Regions from separate parts of the Mus musculus genome. Here region 1 is linked to region 2. A link is a contact called in public promoter capture Hi-C data. All regions are on one chromosome and are shown on one strand. Each heading gives the region's core, a stretch centred on a gene start, on an enhancer-like site or on the middle of the called end of the contact. The rest is flanking DNA. Distances are from core to core; before and after follow the strand shown. Region 1 overlaps Herc2 (HECT and RLD domain containing E3 ubiquitin protein ligase 2). Region 2 overlaps Nipa1 (non imprinted in Prader-Willi/Angelman syndrome 1 homolog (human)).

Region 1 (5,414 bases), core at 921-3,420, 80 kb before region 2:
TATTCACTCATCATTTCAAACAGGCTATACACTAGTTAACACAAACAAAATATCTGAATAATTTGAAATATTAACTAACATTATAGACAAAAATGACCGAAGGGAAAACAAACATCCAAAGACCGATGCTCAAAAAGGCAATTTATACACACAAATAAATAAAGGTTATTTTTGAAGTAGGAGAAAGAGATAGCTCAGCATACAAAGTTACTCATCAGGAAACCACATAACAGAGAGAACAAGCTCACACATATATGTACCCTGACATGCATACCACAGCACCTGCCTGCCTACACACACAGAGACACACACATGCATGTAATTTATAATTTTTTTCTTTAACATGCCATTATAACAGTAGTTACAAAATAAAAAGATAAGCATTAAAAGTTCCTACCTTTTCTCAAAGGGAGTTCTCGATTTTGTGCTAATTCTGTTCCAGTGTACACAATTTCCCCATCTTTAACCATTTCGTTCCACAGACCACAGAGTCCATCTCTTGTGAATGCAAGCTGGCAAATACAAAAGATAAACTTAGATCAGTATAAATCTTTTTTATTCAAAGACTTTATATTTTTGGCAATTTCACATGTGTACTCTAGCTACATTATTTCCACCCTTCTGCCCTCCAACTCCTGTCCCCACCACTCCCTCTCAAACTCATGACCTCCTCTGTACCTATTATTATTACACACACACACACATATACATATACATATGTATAAAACACATCTATACACACATATATAAAAGATACACAACTTACTGTGTCTACCTAGTGTTGTTCATATGTATTTAGGGCTGACCTTCAGAGTGACTAACCCAAGGGGTCCATCACTAAAGCGAACTGATTCTCTCAGCAGCTACAGATTGCCTATAGCTCTTGACCTGGGATGAGGCCTTGTGGAATTTCCCCATCCACACTGGCATGTCAACTGATGCTGACATTGTGTTCAATCTTGTACAGGTAACCACGCTATTGTGTTTTCATGGGTGCAGCACCCCTGTCATGTCTAGAATACACTCACAGTAGGCATCTTGGTTTTCTGGCTCTTAAAAAATCTTTCAGGGGCTAGTGACATGGCTCAGTGGTTAAGAGCACTGACTGTTCCTCCAAAGGTCCTAAGTTCAAATCCCAGCAACCACATGGTGGCTCACAACCACCCATAATGAGATCTGATGTCCTCTTCTAGCGCGTCTGAAGTCATCTACAGTGTACTTATGTATAATAATAAATAAATCTTTAAACAAAAATCTTTCCATCCCTTCATCTATGATGTTCCTTGTGCCTTAGGTGAGGGGGTTGTATTATATCACTTGGGTCTGGGCACCCCATAGTTATTTCAATGACCAGCTCTGAATTTCTGTAACAGCCTTTGTCTGCTACCAAAAGAAACTTCTTTAATGAGGAGTGAGAACTACACACATGCTATATATACACTCATATAAGATATATAAGATATATACTTATATACAGTTAGAAATTGTATCAATTTAGGAAAATGGCTAAGTAGGTTCACCTCTAGGGTCTATGACTTCTCCAGTCAAAAGTAGTTGACTAGGTTTATAGTATAGTTATCCTCAAAATAAAAGCGCAACTATTACACCACTGGGGATATCTTACTGGGCCAGTGGTAGCTATGGTTTGCAGGCTTCATGGCTGGGTGGTACTGATTACTTTTTCCCTTGGAAGATTATATACCATCTTCTGATACTATGAGAGTCAGCCCTCATACAAGAGGCCTTCAAGATAGTTCTAGCTCAATCTCTCCAAGTCCTGTGTTCAAAATGAATAGTGTTTCAGTGACAGTCTTTGTTGTTGTTTTGGTTTTTTTTAAGACAAGAGTTTCTCTGTGTAGCCCTGGCTGTCCTGGAACTTAGTCTGTATAATAGGCTGGCCTTTAACTCAGATCTGCCTGCCTCTACCTTTTGAGTGCTGGGATTCAAGGTGTGATCCATCACCTACCAGCAGCAACAGACAGGGAGGGAAAAATCTTGATTCCCCCACCTTATTTTATTCAATTCCTCAGTAATAAAACAATGAACTACTTACTTCATTTAAAAATAAGTAACATGTGAAAATATCATGCAACAAAAACAGTGACGTCAAAGAGCACATTGTATAACAGTGTGCACACTGTGCTGATTTATTAGTGACTCACTTCCTTGCTTATCACTAAGTAGCCTAGGCCAGTTCCAACTCCAGTCTTCCAGTCTCAGCTTTCCTAGTCGTAGGGTTACAACAATGTGTCACAATAAAATGTCTTATACACATTAATGAGTTTCCTAATATTTTCACATATCATTGAAGATATTTTGATCACATCTACTCTATTATGCACAGCCATCTCCACAGATAAAACTATCCCTGGTCTAGTCCTTAAGAGTCCCCCTACTTTTATTTAAAAAAAAAGAGATTCTACACACTACAGAAAACAAGTTTTGCCTTCCTGAATCTGGCTTATTTTGCTCATAAGTATCATTTCCTCTCATTGTCTCAAAAATGACCTGAACCTGTTTTACTTAATAGTTGAGAAACAGTCTTTGTGTGTTTGTGGTGGGGGGTGGGGGGAGGAAGGAGTCAGGGGAGAAGGATCAAGAGAGCATGCGTATAGGGTATGTGTGTTTGTCTGTGTGTGTGTGTGTGTGTGTGTGTGTGTGTGTTTTATATATGCACCATATTTTCTTTACTTATTCTCCCACTGACAGACACCAAAGCTGATGTCATGCCTTGGCAGTTATGACTAGAAAACTGTAAGCATGGGTACTACAGTGAGCATCTACCATATGCAGCCTTTGAATCCTCTGAGTACTTTCCTGTCAACAGTACATATCGTTCCTGTTTCCCACCATTCACATCACCATTTGTTTTTGTCTTGATGACAGTTATCCTGTATCTAACTCATATGTGCTGAAGTGCACAGAGGTAGAAACAGGCATAAGATCCCCTTGATCTGGAGTTCCAGATAATTATGAGCCACTAGGTAGGTCCTGAGGACTAATCCAGGTCTTCTGCAAGAATAGTAAGTGCTTTTACCTGCTGAGCCATCTCTCCAGCCCTGAACTCTTCTAGACTTTCACTCCAGTTCTTCATAGTTCTCTCCCAACCAATTTATGCAAGTAAATATTCAGATCTCACCTTTATAAATTATGATGATCAATAATAGGATAAGATGGTACACAAAATTCTAGTCCTGTGGGGTATACATTCAACTTGTGATCTCTCTTGACAAACTACATACAAGACCATAAATAAGATGGTGGGTTACACTACTAGCTAAGTGCTTTGATATCAAATAAGTTAAGGCTCCAAATCCATTGCTTCTAGTTAAGCAAAAGAAATCTTATCTTTGGAGCTTACTTGACCAAATTAAAGCCAGCAGAAAAGAGCAGCCTCTGAACCTTGGGCATCAAGCCATAACCACAAGGCCTAGCTGGTCAGTGTGGACTCTGGAGCCCAGATGAGAGCAAGGAACAGCTACAGAAGACTGAGTTACACTACAGACTCCTCACCCACCAAAATGTCAAAAGAGAAGTGAGTTGTTTGAAGTTGTCAAACTTGTGTTTAGTGATTTGCTACGAAGTCATAAAAAACTAATTTGGCATTCTGCTTAGTCCCATAGACACACTTCTCAGCCCTATGCTAGTACTATTCACACTACTAATGAAATAGCTTGAAACCCTAACAGAGGGCTCTTGGTAAAGTAGCAACAAGCAGGAGAGAAGTAGGACCTCCTGAAACTATACTCAAGAGTGTTCCTACCTTGAGGCTTAAGGAAGGAATAGGAAGGCATGGCTCTAAGTGAGAGAACAGCAGTTAAGACCTATCAATGGATTCGAGTCCATACCACAGTGCAAACAGCTACAGGCAAAGAGGCCAAGCCTCAAGACTCAGATGTGCTCTGTTACAGGAGTTACACTCAACCTTCATGCCAAATCTCAAGGGAACCCATGAGCCTTACAAGCCTCCATATAATTACCATTATAAAGGAGTGAGAAAGAGGAAGAAAGTACAAAAAAATAAAGTGAATGAGTCAGATACTACACTTGATCTTAGCCAAAAGGCCGAGAAGCGATAGTGAAGGAGTCAGAATCAAGAGTTGATTAATCAAGACAAGGAAAGTATTATGGTCATTTCAGATCAGTGATCAGATCAGATATGAAACTGGAAAAAGGCAAAGAATTAAAAAACAAGAATAAGAGCCAGGTGTGGTGGCGCACGCCTTTAATCCCAGCACTCGGGAGGCAGAAGCAGGCAGATTTCTGAGGTCGAGGCCAGCCTGGTCTACAGAGTGAGTTCCAGGCCAGCCAGGGCTACACAGAGAAACCCTGTCTCAGAAAACAAAAAACAAAACAAAACCAAGAATAAGAATTAGTTCCGTTTAGAAATTAAAGGCTTTTTAGAATTTAATGAAAATGAAGACATATCATACCAAAACTTATGGGACACAATGAAAGCAGTGGTAAGAAGAAAACTCATAGCTCTAAGTGCCTCTTAGAAACTGAAGAGAGCTTACACTATCAGCTTAACAGCACATCTGAAAGCTCTAAAACAAAAAGAAGCAAATATACCCAAGAGGAGTAGACCACAGGAAATAAACTCAAGGCTGAAATCAAACAAATAGAAAAAAAAAGAACTATACAAAGAGTCAACAAAACCAGGAGCTAGTTCTTTGAGAAAATCAACAAGATAGATGATAAACCCTTAACCAGACTAACCAGAGGGCACAGAGACAGTATCCAAATTAATAAAATCAGTAATGAAAAGGGAAATATAACAATGAAATATATCTTAAAATAATTATTGTTTGTTGAATATTAACAGTTGAAAATATTAAAATCATGTCCTATAGACATCACGGAAATATTATTGATAATTGTTCTCACTGTGCTTGAAATTATTACTTTCTCTTTTTTATTTTATTTTTTTATTTTTTTTTATTAAAATTAAATTTACATTTCCAATGCTATCCCAAAAGTCCCCCATAACCTCCCCCCCACTCCCACTTCTTGGCCCTGGCATTCCCCTGTACTGAGGCATATAAAGTTTGCAAGTCCAATGGGCCTCTCTTTCCACTGATGGCCGACTAGGCCATCTTCTGATTCATATGCAGCTAGAGACACGAGCTCCGGGGTACTGGTTAGTTCAGAATGTTGTTCCACCTATAGGGTTGCAGACCCCTTCAGCTCCTTGGGTACTTTCTCTAGCTCCTCCATTGGGGGCCCTGTGATGCATCCAATAGCTGACTGTGAGCATCCACTTCTGTGTTTTCTAGGCCCCGGCATAGCCTCACAAGAGACAGCTATATCAAGGTCATGTCAGCAAAATCTTGCTAGTATATGCAATGGTGTCTGTGTTTGGCAGCTAATTATGGGATGGATCCCCGGATATGGTAGTCTCTAGATGGTCCATC
Region 2 (5,995 bases), core at 2,207-4,706:
CTATAGAATACATAGCACGTTCCAGGACTGATGGCTACTGGGAGAGGTGGAATCACTTTTCTTCAGAGATACTGGCCCTGAGAGACTAGCCATGCAAACGGTCTCATACCATGCTCATACAGACAGCGTTAAATGTTCTCAGTTGATATGAAAGGGAAGGGCGGGAAGGAAGGGGTGTATAGAAGGAGGGATGGGAACATGACATTGGGAGAGAAAAGTAGGGCGTGGGGTGGGAAGGAATTAGAGAGATGGAATAGAATCCAGTATACTGAGTCCAAGTACACATGTATGGATACTAAATAAAAATTAAAGTTACATGAACCAAAGTAAATGAAATAGGAATAAATTTCACAAAAAAAGGGCAGTCATACTCTGAAAACTATGAAAGTCTTTCGCAGTCTTCAAGAAGATGCTAGTGCCAAAAGATATTTCTGAGTGTACTTAAAGGAGATATAATAAATTGCCCATAATTTACAGGCCAGGAAAAAAAAATATTACCATAGTAGTGCTCTCATTAATCTGTAGGTTCCGCACAACTCCATCAAAATCCCATCTGAATTCTTCGTAGAAATTGGCACACTGTTCCTAAAATGTATATGCAGATGGAGAAATTTTTAAATAGATGAACAATCTTGAAAATATAAAGAAAGCTGGAAGAATGACACTTTCCAATTTCAAGACTTCTTTCAAAACCCAGTGATCAGGGGCCAGAGAGATGGCTCAGCAGTAAAGAGCACTGACTGCTCTTCCAGAGGTCCTGAGTTCAATTCTCAGCAACCACATGATGGCTCACAGCCATCTGTAATGGGATCTGGTGCCCTCTTCTGGTGTGTCTGAAGACAGCTATAATTGTACTCATATACATAAAAAAAAAATCTTTAAAAAACAAAACAGTAATCAAGCTGCATGCTGTGGTGTGTGCCCGTAAGCCCAGCACTTGAAAGGCTGATGCCCGGAGACTTCAAGATTGAGATGAGACTGGACTTCATAGTGAGCCCTCATCTTAAATAAAATAAAATAAACACTACAGAAATCAAAACCTGGATTATGGCCAGGTATACAAATTGATAAAAATAGGATTGGGATTTCAGAGATACACTGATAGTCTTACAATTATTTCTTACCAGAAATACTGAACTAACTCTATAAGAAAGACTAGGCTTTCTAAAAACTGTGCTGAAGGGCTGGGGCGGTAGCTCATGTGTGTCCACTTTTGCCACGTCGACTCAGCATTGTTCTGAGCACATGCAAGCTCCTAAGCTTGACCCCAGCACTGCCAGAATGGAGAAAGAAACCAAATGGGGCCAACAAACAGGCTGACATTGGCATGCAAATATTCAAAGTTGTTGCTTTTATCTCACCACACAAAAAGGAACTCAAAATCTGTCCAAGAGCTAAAACTGGCAGACTCCTAGAAAAAAAAAACAACAACAGTTTAAGTCACTATAATTTTTAATCAGGGAATGGGCTATTTAAGTATGATACCAGAATCACATGAAGAAAAAATAAACTATATACCAAACTTAAAATGTCTATTCTGCAGAGAAATGAAGGTTGGAGGGAGACTTGATTGGGATGTCCAGGGTGAGTGGCAGGAAGGAGTTGGGGTAGACCTAATCAAGGTGCATTGTATCTTGTATGAAACTGATAAAAAGAATAAATTTAAAATAACCAGTGGTCTAGTGCGAAGACTCGGCAGGTAGAGATATCTTTACTGCCATCAGGTTTGCTGCCAGACCTGGTGGATGACCTCCGTTCACTCCTAGAGTCCACATTAAGTAAACAAACTTCCCTAAGTTGTCCTCTGACCTCTAACATAATGCGGACTATAGAATTTTCGCGTACACACACATACACAACACATGAATAAACATTTTAAACACTATGTTCCAGAAACTGCCATCAAGAAAAGAACATTCAGAATAGGGAAAAAAAAAGTCTCAAATTATGTGTACGATAAGGAACTTGTACTTCCGTATATAAGACTTATAAGTCATCAATAACCAACTCTTTTTTTAATAACCAACTTTTACGTGTGGCTATTGCATTCTGGTCTTTTGCAGTGGGGTGGGAGGTGATCTGGCCTTGTGACCCAGGCTCATTATCTTTCCGCTTTTGTTTATGGCAGGCCCTTTCAACCATGGCACAGTCTGATGGCTGTCCCAGGTGAACCTAGCTCTGGTTTTTGTTCTGTGACCCTCCCCCTTGTGTTCATGATTCTTTGGGCAGCAACATAGACCCCTACCTTTATTACTTTTCTATTGCTGTGGCAAAGCACCTTGATCAAGGCAACTTATAAAGCAAAAAGTGTTCACTTTGGCTTACAGTTTCAGAGGGTGAGAGTCCACAATGGCAGAGCAAAGGGACAGCTGCAGAGTTTGTTGGTTGATCCATAAGCAGGGGGCAGAGACAGCACTGGAAATGGTTCCAGCCTTTTGAAACCTCAAAGCCCTCCACCAGTCTCACACTTCCTCCAGCAAGGTCACACCCCTAATCCCTTTCCAAACAGTTCCACCAACTAGGGATCAAGTAGTCAAAAATATGAGCCCTGATTTAAGATATAGGCATGTTTTTGCCATGGTTTTCTCATTATATTATCTCAGCAATGCAGTTTACTTTCCAAACTGGATGACTAGGCCTCCTTTAGGGCGAAACTGTAGGTACAGTATAGTATAGTATACTGTGTTGACTTCACACAAAGTAGTATAAGACAGGAGGTGGGAACTATGTGCAGGTATTCAGAAAATGATAGCCCCAGGTGTGGTGTGTTGACAGGGTGAGCCTTCCAACTCTGGTCGCTAACCTGTGCCTTCTTACCCCTGGTCTGTCTAGTCATCTTCCATTCTCTTTGTTTAACAAAGTACAAGTTAAGGATTTCTCAGTTCACTTAGTATATTTCTTCCAAAGTAGATGTAATCTTAATTTACACTTACTAATAACCCCCTCCCAGTATTGAATAACTAGGAAAGGCGAGCCACTGACCGAGAGAGAGTCTAGAGTCGAGCATCATCACCTTACTCAGGCACCTGTTAAGGGCATCTGAAAAAATCAACTGATTCTCTGCAAAAGACAAGTTTTTTTTGTTCCTCAGTTACTGTGGCTCAAGGCTACCTCCTCCCAGGGCTGAGAGGAGCCCTGCTCATCCACTTCTTCAGTCTTGCCCTGCAGCCACATACCTCTCTCTCATCCCCTGGGAAGGCAACGTTTAAGTTCTAACCATATAGCCTTAATTTTATTTATTTATTTTTCTGGTTTTGTTTGTAAGTATTTTTAATTAATTTTTTTAGTTGGGACCCAGAGTGATGGGTTTCATTATGACCTTTCATGCACTTGGTTCTTTCTCTACCCACTGCTGCCCTCTCCTGGCCGCTTTCTGCTTGCTGTTTGCTTGGATTCCCCAAGGCAGCCCCCTCCCTTCTGCCCGTATGGAACCGTATTTTATTACGGTTCCAGTTCCCTCTTCGAAGCCTCGCTTTAGACCTCTGCCTTCCTTTTCTGATGACTCACTTTCCCAGTAACATCGCAGGCTGGAAACTATGTTAATGCCCAGCCATTGACAAGACATTTATGATGTGAACTGCCTGAGTGTAGTGGCTCATGGGAGACTAAAGCAGAGGCCAGCCGGGACTACACAGTGACGTTCTGTCTCGTTTAACTTTGTTTCCCTAAAAAATACAAATGATAATACACACTAGATGATTTTGGGTACTTTTTTCCCCTGTCAACTGTCTATTATCAGTTCATTTCAGCAAGAATAAGGGACATTTCTCCTGCTTCTTCATTAGCTTGTAGCCTTAGTTTCTATGTGGATCCTGTCTGGGGACTATTGGTCAAAGTAAATAATCCAGTATAACCATGAACCATTGCATCCTGTTCTTGGATGGTCATGTCCTCTGAATATCTTCGGTATTAATAACAGCACAATAGGAATGACCTAGTGGAAGCCCATTTTTCCCCATTCAGGTTGGATGCTGATGTTGTAAAGGGAAAAGAGATGAACACACTGATACCTACACATTTCCTGTATTTGAAGAAATAGTGCCAGATCTTTTAAGTTTTGAATGTTAGTGAGAAGTAACCATTCTGTATTCCTTCTTCCATACTTCAGTTGCTGTTAGCATTTCTGAATTTATTTATTTGTTTATTTATTTATTTATTTATTTTGTGTCTATGTGTGTTATTTGTTTTTTTTTTTTAAGTAAAGAAGAAATTTTTTGGTCAATAATAAAATTTCCTCTTCTCATATATTTTATATCTATATGATAATTAAAACTATTCCATGATATGAGTTACGATGTTACAATCTACATATTGGTTATACATGAAAATGTATAAAAACCCAATTGTGCTGAAAAAAAAAACTTCAATAAATATCTAATGGGAAAGTTCGTTTTTCTCTTTGTAAAAAGTGAATGCTGGGCAGGATGTACATGGTGCTCAGTGTTAAAGCATACACAGGGCCCTGGATTTGATTCCCAGTGCTAAAATACAAATAAAAACATTAAAAAAAAAACAATGAAAATAAAATACACCTATTAAAAAAGTATGAATCTTCTAGATAAAGTATCTTCAACTAGTAAAAACAAGTTTGACTTAAACTATAATGATTTCTTTTCCTTAATTGAAGGTCCATTTTAGCTTCTTACCTTCTGAAGGAAAAGCTCAACATCTTGGGCAAGTTGGGCTGTCTGCTAAGCTGCGCAGGTTCTGTCGTGCTGATCATCCATTCCCCGAAGTCTGAGAGTGTGACCACGCAGGCCGAGTTGGAGGAGAAGCTGACCAATCCAGGTAACTCGTTCTTAGCAGAGCGGGTGGCTCGGTGTGTTTCCTGGGGAAGCCAGACAGCTCATACTACCACTCTGTCGTGATGATTTCCGGCAGGGCAGGGGTACAATGTCTACTCCGATTTAGACCATGATTGGCTGTCCATTTTATGTGTGTACATCAGCTGGCTGTGAGGACATGCCAAACCCAATTTTCAGAGGTACTCTTAAGTTTGGTTTGATTACGTGGAGACCTCATATTTCATGAAGCTAGTTAAGACCTTTTTTCCCTTTGGTATTTTATGTCTGTTGTCTTAGTTACTTTTCTGTTGCTGCAACAAAACACCATGGACATGATAGCTTATGAAACAAAACATTTACTTGGCCTCATGGTTTCAGAGCTTGTGGTTAAGAGTCTGTGATGATGGAGCAAAGGAATGTTGACCAGAACGGCTGAGAGCTCACGGGCTTGATCCTCCACAGGCAGGAGGCTCAGAGACAGCAATGGGGCTCGCATAACTTATTTGAAACCTCAAAGCGTGCCAGCAAGTGACACAGCTCCTCCAATGAGGCCACTCTTTTCTTTTAACCCTTCTCAGATAATTCTACCAACTGGTGATCAAGTATTAAAATATACAAACCTGTGGGGGGAGGTCATTTTCATTCAAACCATCATCTCTGCGAACATTTCACATTTTAATATTTCCTTATTCTCATAAAGTTTGTATTTTCTGAGTATGAGAATAAAGACAAAGGCGTTAAAAAGTTGACAACTCTGCTGTGAACTAGGCAAGGGTGCCCCGAAAGGTTCATGCGATTTCCAGAGGAGCAGATCTATAAGTTATCTTTCCCCAAGCCAGGAATGGAACTTCGGCCTATGCAGGCTAAGTAAGCCTTGCCCCTCTGAGCCCTATTCCCAGCCCCCTTACTTGTGATGGGTGTGAATGTTCCCACTTATTTATCCATTTGTAACTTATATATGTATAACTATGCTATATTATTTTTATCTTTGATATGCCTCTGTACACATGAGTACAGGTGCCCTTGGAGGTGAGAGGTGTCACACTGTCCTTGAACTGCAGCTTCACGCAGTTGTGAGCTGCTCCATTTGGGTACTGGGACAAACTTGGGTCCTCTGCAAAGGCAGTATGAGCTTTGAACTGCTGGTCTCTCTCTCTCCAGCCTTATGTATAATTAACTTGAAAGTATTAAGAACATGTAAAATATAAAAT

The links. Capture Hi-C pulls out chosen DNA fragments and counts their contacts.
Region 1: a contact with region 2 is called in a promoter capture Hi-C map of adipose tissue. The contact joins two enhancer-like sites. A contact is called at or near these places in 1 of 39 promoter capture datasets (neutrophils), 1 of 15 datasets of contacts at CTCF or cohesin (embryonic stem cells), 6 of 484 Hi-C or Micro-C datasets (the CH12 cell line, cortical neurons, effector CD8 T cells and 3 more), 6 of 115 datasets of contacts at active chromatin or transcription factors (CD8 T cells, bone marrow-derived macrophages, cardiomyocytes and 2 more) and 5 of 9 other capture datasets (adipose tissue, embryonic stem cells, liver and 2 more).

The regions. Positions count from the first base shown.
Region 1 is chr7:56,063,082-56,068,495 of GRCm38.p6, reverse strand. Herc2 (HECT and RLD domain containing E3 ubiquitin protein ligase 2) reads right to left here. Exons shown (of 93, transcript NM_010418.2): 3 at 398-512. It also overlaps the pseudogene Gm51510. Among named protein-coding and RNA genes, the nearest start is that of Herc2, 16 kb to the right of the region's middle. Within about 2 kb of position 2,170, at least 32 of the 459 cell types and tissues checked have an H3K27ac peak or open chromatin away from gene starts, as enhancers often do. A contact at or near this core is called in adipose tissue, where this site is marked.
Region 2 is chr7:55,984,197-55,990,191 of GRCm38.p6, reverse strand. It overlaps Nipa1 (non imprinted in Prader-Willi/Angelman syndrome 1 homolog (human)), which reads left to right. Exons shown (of 5, transcript NM_153578.3): 4 at 4,628-4,788. Among named protein-coding and RNA genes, the nearest start is that of A230056P14Rik, 25 kb to the right of the region's middle. Within about 2 kb of position 3,456, at least 51 of the 459 cell types and tissues checked have an H3K27ac peak or open chromatin away from gene starts, as enhancers often do. A contact at or near this core is called in adipose tissue, where this site is marked.